2 separate regions of the Columba livia genome follow, and region 1 is linked to region 2. Evidence: chromatin contacts called from public Hi-C data. All regions are on one chromosome and are shown on one strand. The core of a region is the stretch at or near the end of the contact, and the rest is flanking DNA. Distances in the headings are between cores, read along the strand shown. Region 1 overlaps TEAD1 (TEA domain transcription factor 1). Region 2 has its middle 28 kb from the start of TEAD1.

Region 1 (3,137 bases), core at 74-2,573, 97 kb before region 2:
TCTGATATTTTTACAGATTTAATGAATCTGTCAGACTGGTACCATGCAATGGGATAAATGAGCATCAGCTTTGTTGTTCAGGCTTTGTTTTCATGTTTTCAATTAAAACAAAAAAAAAATCCTCCAAGCAATTAATGGGAAACATTAAAATGTAAGAATGCAACAGCTTTTAAGCATATGGGAGCTTTCATCTGAGCAAGAATTTTCCCTGGAAAACATTGAGGTGAGCTCGCAACTTTCAATCAAAGATCTATTTCTAAAAAACTTTGTTGAGGTTGGTTAAGGTTATCACATAATAGGTGAATTTACACAACTTTAGAGACTGGCTTTAGTAGAATGAAATATTGATGTCTCACTTTCCTAAGTGAATGACTTGCAAAAACCAGCATACAGTATGTTTCACTGCTGCAAGCTCTGCAGACTTAATACAGCTCTAGGAAAGCAAGTCAAATTCTTTCTCTGAATTGCACGTCAATGAAAACAGGACTGTTAAGGATATAGTTACTTTGGAAATGGAGGAGTCTCTAAAACGTTAAAAACAATTTCTGTACCTGAACCCTGTTGATAATTTATGTGGCCTTATAACTGTTTTTCCTGTTTTCAGAAGTTTTTCTCTTCCCTGCTAATTGACAGAAGCTGAACATCTATTTCAGTGGCGCCCTGCCAGTTTATACAAGCTGAGGATGTGGCCCATATTTTTCAAAAGGGAGGTCGTTTCCACTGTTTTGCCATCTGCCAGGCTCTACTTCAAGCTAATTAAATAATGTCGAGTTCCAGTAGGCGTTTCCAGGCCATTAGAGTTTTCCATTTCTGGAGCCCTACAGGTACCTAGTAAGTCTGGCTTCAGGAGAACCGAGCCATAGATTTGAAAGTGCTGACAACACTAAATGCCTTTTTAAAAGAGTCAGAAAGTATCCTGACAGTTTGGACACCCTCTGTAGTTTCCATCCAAAGTAAATTTGTGTAAGATCTGTAAATGTGAGCAAACAATCTTACACGCTTGGGGTTACTGAGCAGTTGACTTCAAGTATCTGTAGCTTCAACTGCATCAGTCGCTAAGTTGGATAGCACGGGACACAAACCTGTGTAATGCCCCCTGATAGACTGGTGGGTGCAGACAGCTCACTCCTGATAAACAGTGAGGATGTTTATCACATTGAATTGTTCCCCCCTCTTCAGCAGTCCTTGCGTTACAGCCTTGCCCTCCCCTTGGTCTAGCCCCTCCACAAGCAGCTCTACCCATTGCCTCTTCCCACCCCAAGCCCTCCAGCTTCCCCACAGCTGGAGCCCTGACACCGGCCGCGGGGATCGGCAGCAGCAACTGCCCGCTGGGAAGCAGAAAAGCACTTTATTTACCTTCTACTCCACAGCAGCAAATGTAACAAATGAACAGTCACTCCATGCAACCATAGATTTCCTGTCATTTTTAGCATTCTCTTTCCCTCTCTGCTATTTGTATGATAAACCCACTTACGCTACTGGTCTTAAACCAGGCTGTAAACAGCTGGAGCAGAGATTGTCTCATCTTGTGTGCACAAGACGTACTACAATGGAGCCTTTATCCTGCCTGCAGACTTTCAGCAATGCTATAATTCAAATACTACTAATAATGATAGTGGATGTGGAATAATATGAGCAAGACATTATCATGAACAGAGAATAACCCTCCATCAACCAGAAGCTCTATAGGAATAATGGAATACGCCAGCAATGCGGGCAGGGTTTGCACACATTCTGCTTTTTACCCTGAAAGAGCCCAAAACACCTTCTTAAATCTATGGAAGGACTATTTCAAACAGATCATACTGAATGAAGCCTTTTTATTAAGATGCAGCAGCCCCACATGCCATTGGGGGCTAAAAAAGCAAATGATCTTTGCCAGCTGAAACTGCCACTGGCAAAGGGAAGGGAGGCCCATGCAGAGCAGCACAGCTGAACGACAAGCTCTGCCTTCTGGTTCGCCTAGGATGAAACAGGAATTACTCCAGTCTAAATCAGCCTCTCATCCATTTTACTGCCTGCTAAGAAGAAAAAAACAAAACAAAAACCCACAAGCATTAACAAGCACAATGTCCAGCAAACAAGAAAACGGCACTTCTCACATAGCCTCTCATGTCAGGAGCACCCTGGTTTCAGGCCAGACATAAATGTGAGATGAAGACATCAATAAGATTTCACTGTCATTTCAATGACACACTCACACGTTCAAGTGAGCCTCTACACAGGTGTGTGTGTGTCTTTATGGACACACCTCTATATAAACTTCAAATGCGATTTGGGTAAGTCATCCTACACTGATGAAGTCGTATTAGTACAAATCTGTGCCTATTGTAACTGTCTGAGTCATACGAGTACACGGCAGGTATTTTAACACCACTTTAACGGTTAATATAAAGAAGCCTAAATCTCCAGTGTACTTTGACTTAAATGACCACAATAGCTCTTCTCCTTCCCTTCCTAATTAATTTATCATACGGAACCAACACTCACAGATTTCCCTTGAAACGACGTTACTGTAAAGGAAAAGAACAGGATTACAATGTTCAACACAGCTGTTGAGTGTACAGCAATGTCCTCTTAATGAACAAACTGGAGCTGCCTAAAAGGGCCCAGGCTTGGAGGGAGGCAAGTTTGGGGCTTGAGAGTGTGTACCAGGCAGGGTAACACCGCGTGGGTAGGCTGCAAGATGCTGTGAAAACGGCCCAGAAAGCAAAGCAGTATTTTAAAATACACAGTTTTCCTGGCAAGTCACATGCTCTAAAACTGGAAGTAAATCATTGCAAACTTCAACTTTTGTTTCCACAGAACTTTTAAAATGTTTTTGCTTTCACACACAGGGCCCTGTTCAGCATCTTGCTGCCATGGTGTTTTTCTATCTTGACAATTCACTTCCGTGAGCAGGCATGCAGCCAACTCAAATGAGACTCAACGCAGTGAAAAGCCCTTCAGGTAAACAGTGTGATAAGCTAAACTGCAAAAACGAGACAATGTTTTTGGACTATGAGGCAGTTGCTATGGAGACGGTTGCTAATTAACTGCATTCAGCCAAGAGAACAAAGGGTTTAAGGGCAGACAGGACTCTGTATCTTAGCGTGAGCAATGCATAACGTCTTATGCAATCTGCACATCTATCATAT
Region 2 (2,941 bases), core at 215-2,714:
AGGGACACTATTGTAAGCATGAAACGGGAATCCAGACAGTTTTGGTAATCCAACCTCAAACAATGTGAGCACAGAAAATCCACTGTGGCTAATGAAAAATGAAAAGCAAGGTCCAGTTATCAGCAATGAAATTTCAGTAATTAACACTCAAAACTTTAAACTGAGGAATATGTATGTTCCTAAAAAGCAGTGTAACTGTTCAAAATACCAAGTAGACAAATCTGTGCCCTAAATCTGCTTCCTACCAACTTGGTAACTTTCCACAGTGATTGCGAAGTGCTTATTGTAGCAAATTCATTGCCAGAGTATCTTTCTTGCATGGGAGAACCATGACCTTCCAAAGCAGAAAAATCTCTGAACCTGGACGTGGAGCTCTGGCTAAATGAAGCTGAGTCTGCTACGTGCTTCTAATTTCTTTGCTTTGATGGAAGTCCTAATGTCACCACTTAGGCAATGAGAAGGCGAGTTAAGGCTTTATCAGGACTAACTGGCGGCAGGCAGAGTTGAAGGCAGATCTTGATTAAGTGCTCTGAGCAACTGGAATTAAACTGTGGGACTGCAGAGTCTGGGAAGTAGTGGTCCACATGCAAGTTTTCATTTCAGAGCCCCTCAAACTAAGCCCCTCTTAAAACCTGACCTTTTTCCTCCAGCTCTACTCTTCAGGCTACAAGTAAACTCATGGAACCTGCCCAAGTAGAAAATGAACTTATTAGTCACAGGACAGTTGGTGGCACGCAGAGCATACTCCTGATTAATTTATCAGTCTAAGTTATTTTACAGCCAGCTGGCCCACCCTCATTGTGTTATACGAGCATGTTGCAAGATATAAAGTGTTCACACAAAGATACATTTCTCTCTCTTCCCCTCACCCTCTGCTTCTATTCTGAGCTTGTTTCTTTAGAAAGTGGTGGTGTGGGAAGGCTCCACCAAACGTCTCCATGCCTGCTTCTCATCTGCATTAAGAGTCCCTGCGGTGCCATGAAGAAAGTTCAGTGTTAAGTAAGATTCAGGCCTTGATTTCTATAAGGGTCAGAGAGGGGTGGTTTTGTTTTCTTGATTTTGTTTTAATTCTTTTAAAAAAATGTGTAAACACAATTAGTATTGCTTCCATTTTGATAGGCTACACTCAGTAGGGGCTCGTATTACCCTCTCTGCAATTTATACTTGAGGAGTTTATTTGATTTTGGTATTGCTTTGTTAAGAGAAGGCACGATGACTCAATTAGAAATACTGGTAGGGATCCTGACCAACGCTATCTTTACATTTTATGTTAAAAAAACAAAGAAAGGAAGGAAAAAAGAAGAGTTCCCAGACAGCAAAATTATGAAAATCACAAGGGGAAGCGCTGCCTAAGACTGCACTTCCATTGGAAGTGTAACCACCACAAACTTGTATTCCACTTATCTGAATCAAGACTGAGACTAATTTCCCAATGGGTTAGAGTTGTGCTTTCCTTTTTTGTTCTCTTAGAGTTTGCAAGGCAAACAAACAAACAAGACTAATTATAATACTTTAACAGTCTGTCAAATAAAGCAGTTCTGTCGCTTACTTTTTAAGTTAGTGCATTCATGGAGTCTTCTTTTTGTATCATTATCTCAGAAGAATAAACACGTAAGTTTAGCACAAACCGTAAAACTGTGTTGTAGACTTCAGCTAATCTAGTATCTTTCATTAGTAAGGAGGATTTGGGTGGAGGCCAAGTTAATTAAAACCAGAATAGAACTGTGTTCTATTCATATGAGTCATATAGCTCTGACTCACAATAGAGTCTGTGCAGCTAATGGGTTAATTTGTCCTGATAACGCAGGAAAAATGGAGCTAGAGGTTATGACACTGTTTGAACTGAGCGCTGGTTTCAGACAGCAGACGTACAAGGTTTTTATGCAATTAAGAATACGGATCTGCTCTAATGATGTCCTTTCTGTCTATTCAAGTGCCACTACAAACAGTTCAGAAAGCTCTGGAGGTACAGGAGTCTCAGAAATCCAGGACTGACACCTTCAATACTTTATTATTGTAACAATACGCACATGAAAGTGTTTAAGCTACTGCCACACAGACGGAAGTCTAAATCACATGCATGTAACGCTGGCAATTTCCTCCTAGCTGATAGTCCTGCAGCACTTCAATGGGAAAAATTCTTCCCCAGGCAACCTAACAAACCCACACGCTCGCTTGCCTCAGTGGCCTGCTGCCGAGCACCTACATCTCCACCCCAAGAAGCATGGTAAAAGTGGTAATCCTTCAAGCCAACAGCCTCTGGAACTCCTCTGGTCCCCTTTTCCCTGGGGACTGGCATTCCACACAAGCCTCGCTGCTACCTTTCCAGCTCCTTGTTTCACACCACAACTTAAAGGCACAGACGGGGTACAGAAAGGGGAACCTGCTTCCTAATCCATCCCTCTCATGATCTTCGGTGTAAAGTTAGAGAGGTTCACTTACCGCTTTCCTCCTCCCACATTCCTGCAAGGCTGTGAGCCTTTCAAGACAAGGACTGTTATCACGGCACGAATTCATGGAACTGTTGGTGCAACAAACCCCGTGGGCATGGCTATAAACCAAACGGCAATAACAAGCACACCTGAGTTCTATCTGCCTAAAACCTAGTGCCAAGGTTGAAGGCAGACGGCAGCATTCTGCTGCTCTGCAGCTGATTTAGTTATCTCATCTCCAAGGGCCTCTCAAGAGAAGACATAAATTATACTGGTTTTTCAACCCTCATACAGGTGAAACTCTTAATGAATACAAGAGTGGACAAGAAGCATATATCTTTTATGAGCTAATTTACACAGTTGCTATAAGGGATCCTTTGAGGAAACCAGACCTTAAAAGTAATGGTTTTGTGGGTGTGATTATATAGGATTGTGATAGGAAGTGAAGACAATATAATGCAGGCCTCAGTGTAAATGTGACTGAGGCTTCCCACGGTGATACGAATATT

The links. A called contact is a pair of places that touch in the nucleus more often than the background predicts.
Region 1: a contact with region 2 is called in a Hi-C map of crop, with 2.5 times the contacts expected there. The contact joins two enhancer-like sites. A contact is called at or near these places in 2 of 2 Hi-C or Micro-C datasets (crop and liver).

What each region holds. Positions count from the first base shown.
Region 1 is chr5:59,245,022-59,248,158 of bColLiv1.pat.W.v2, reverse strand. All of the region lies in intron 3 of TEAD1 (TEA domain transcription factor 1), which reads right to left. Among named protein-coding and RNA genes, the nearest start is that of TEAD1, 69 kb to the right of the region's middle. Within about 2 kb of position 1,323, at least 1 of the 3 cell types and tissues checked has an H3K27ac peak away from gene starts, as active enhancers do.
Region 2 is chr5:59,148,309-59,151,249 of bColLiv1.pat.W.v2, reverse strand. No RefSeq gene overlaps it. Among named protein-coding and RNA genes, the nearest start is that of TEAD1, 28 kb to the left of the region's middle. Within about 2 kb of position 1,464, at least 1 of the 3 cell types and tissues checked has an H3K27ac peak away from gene starts, as active enhancers do.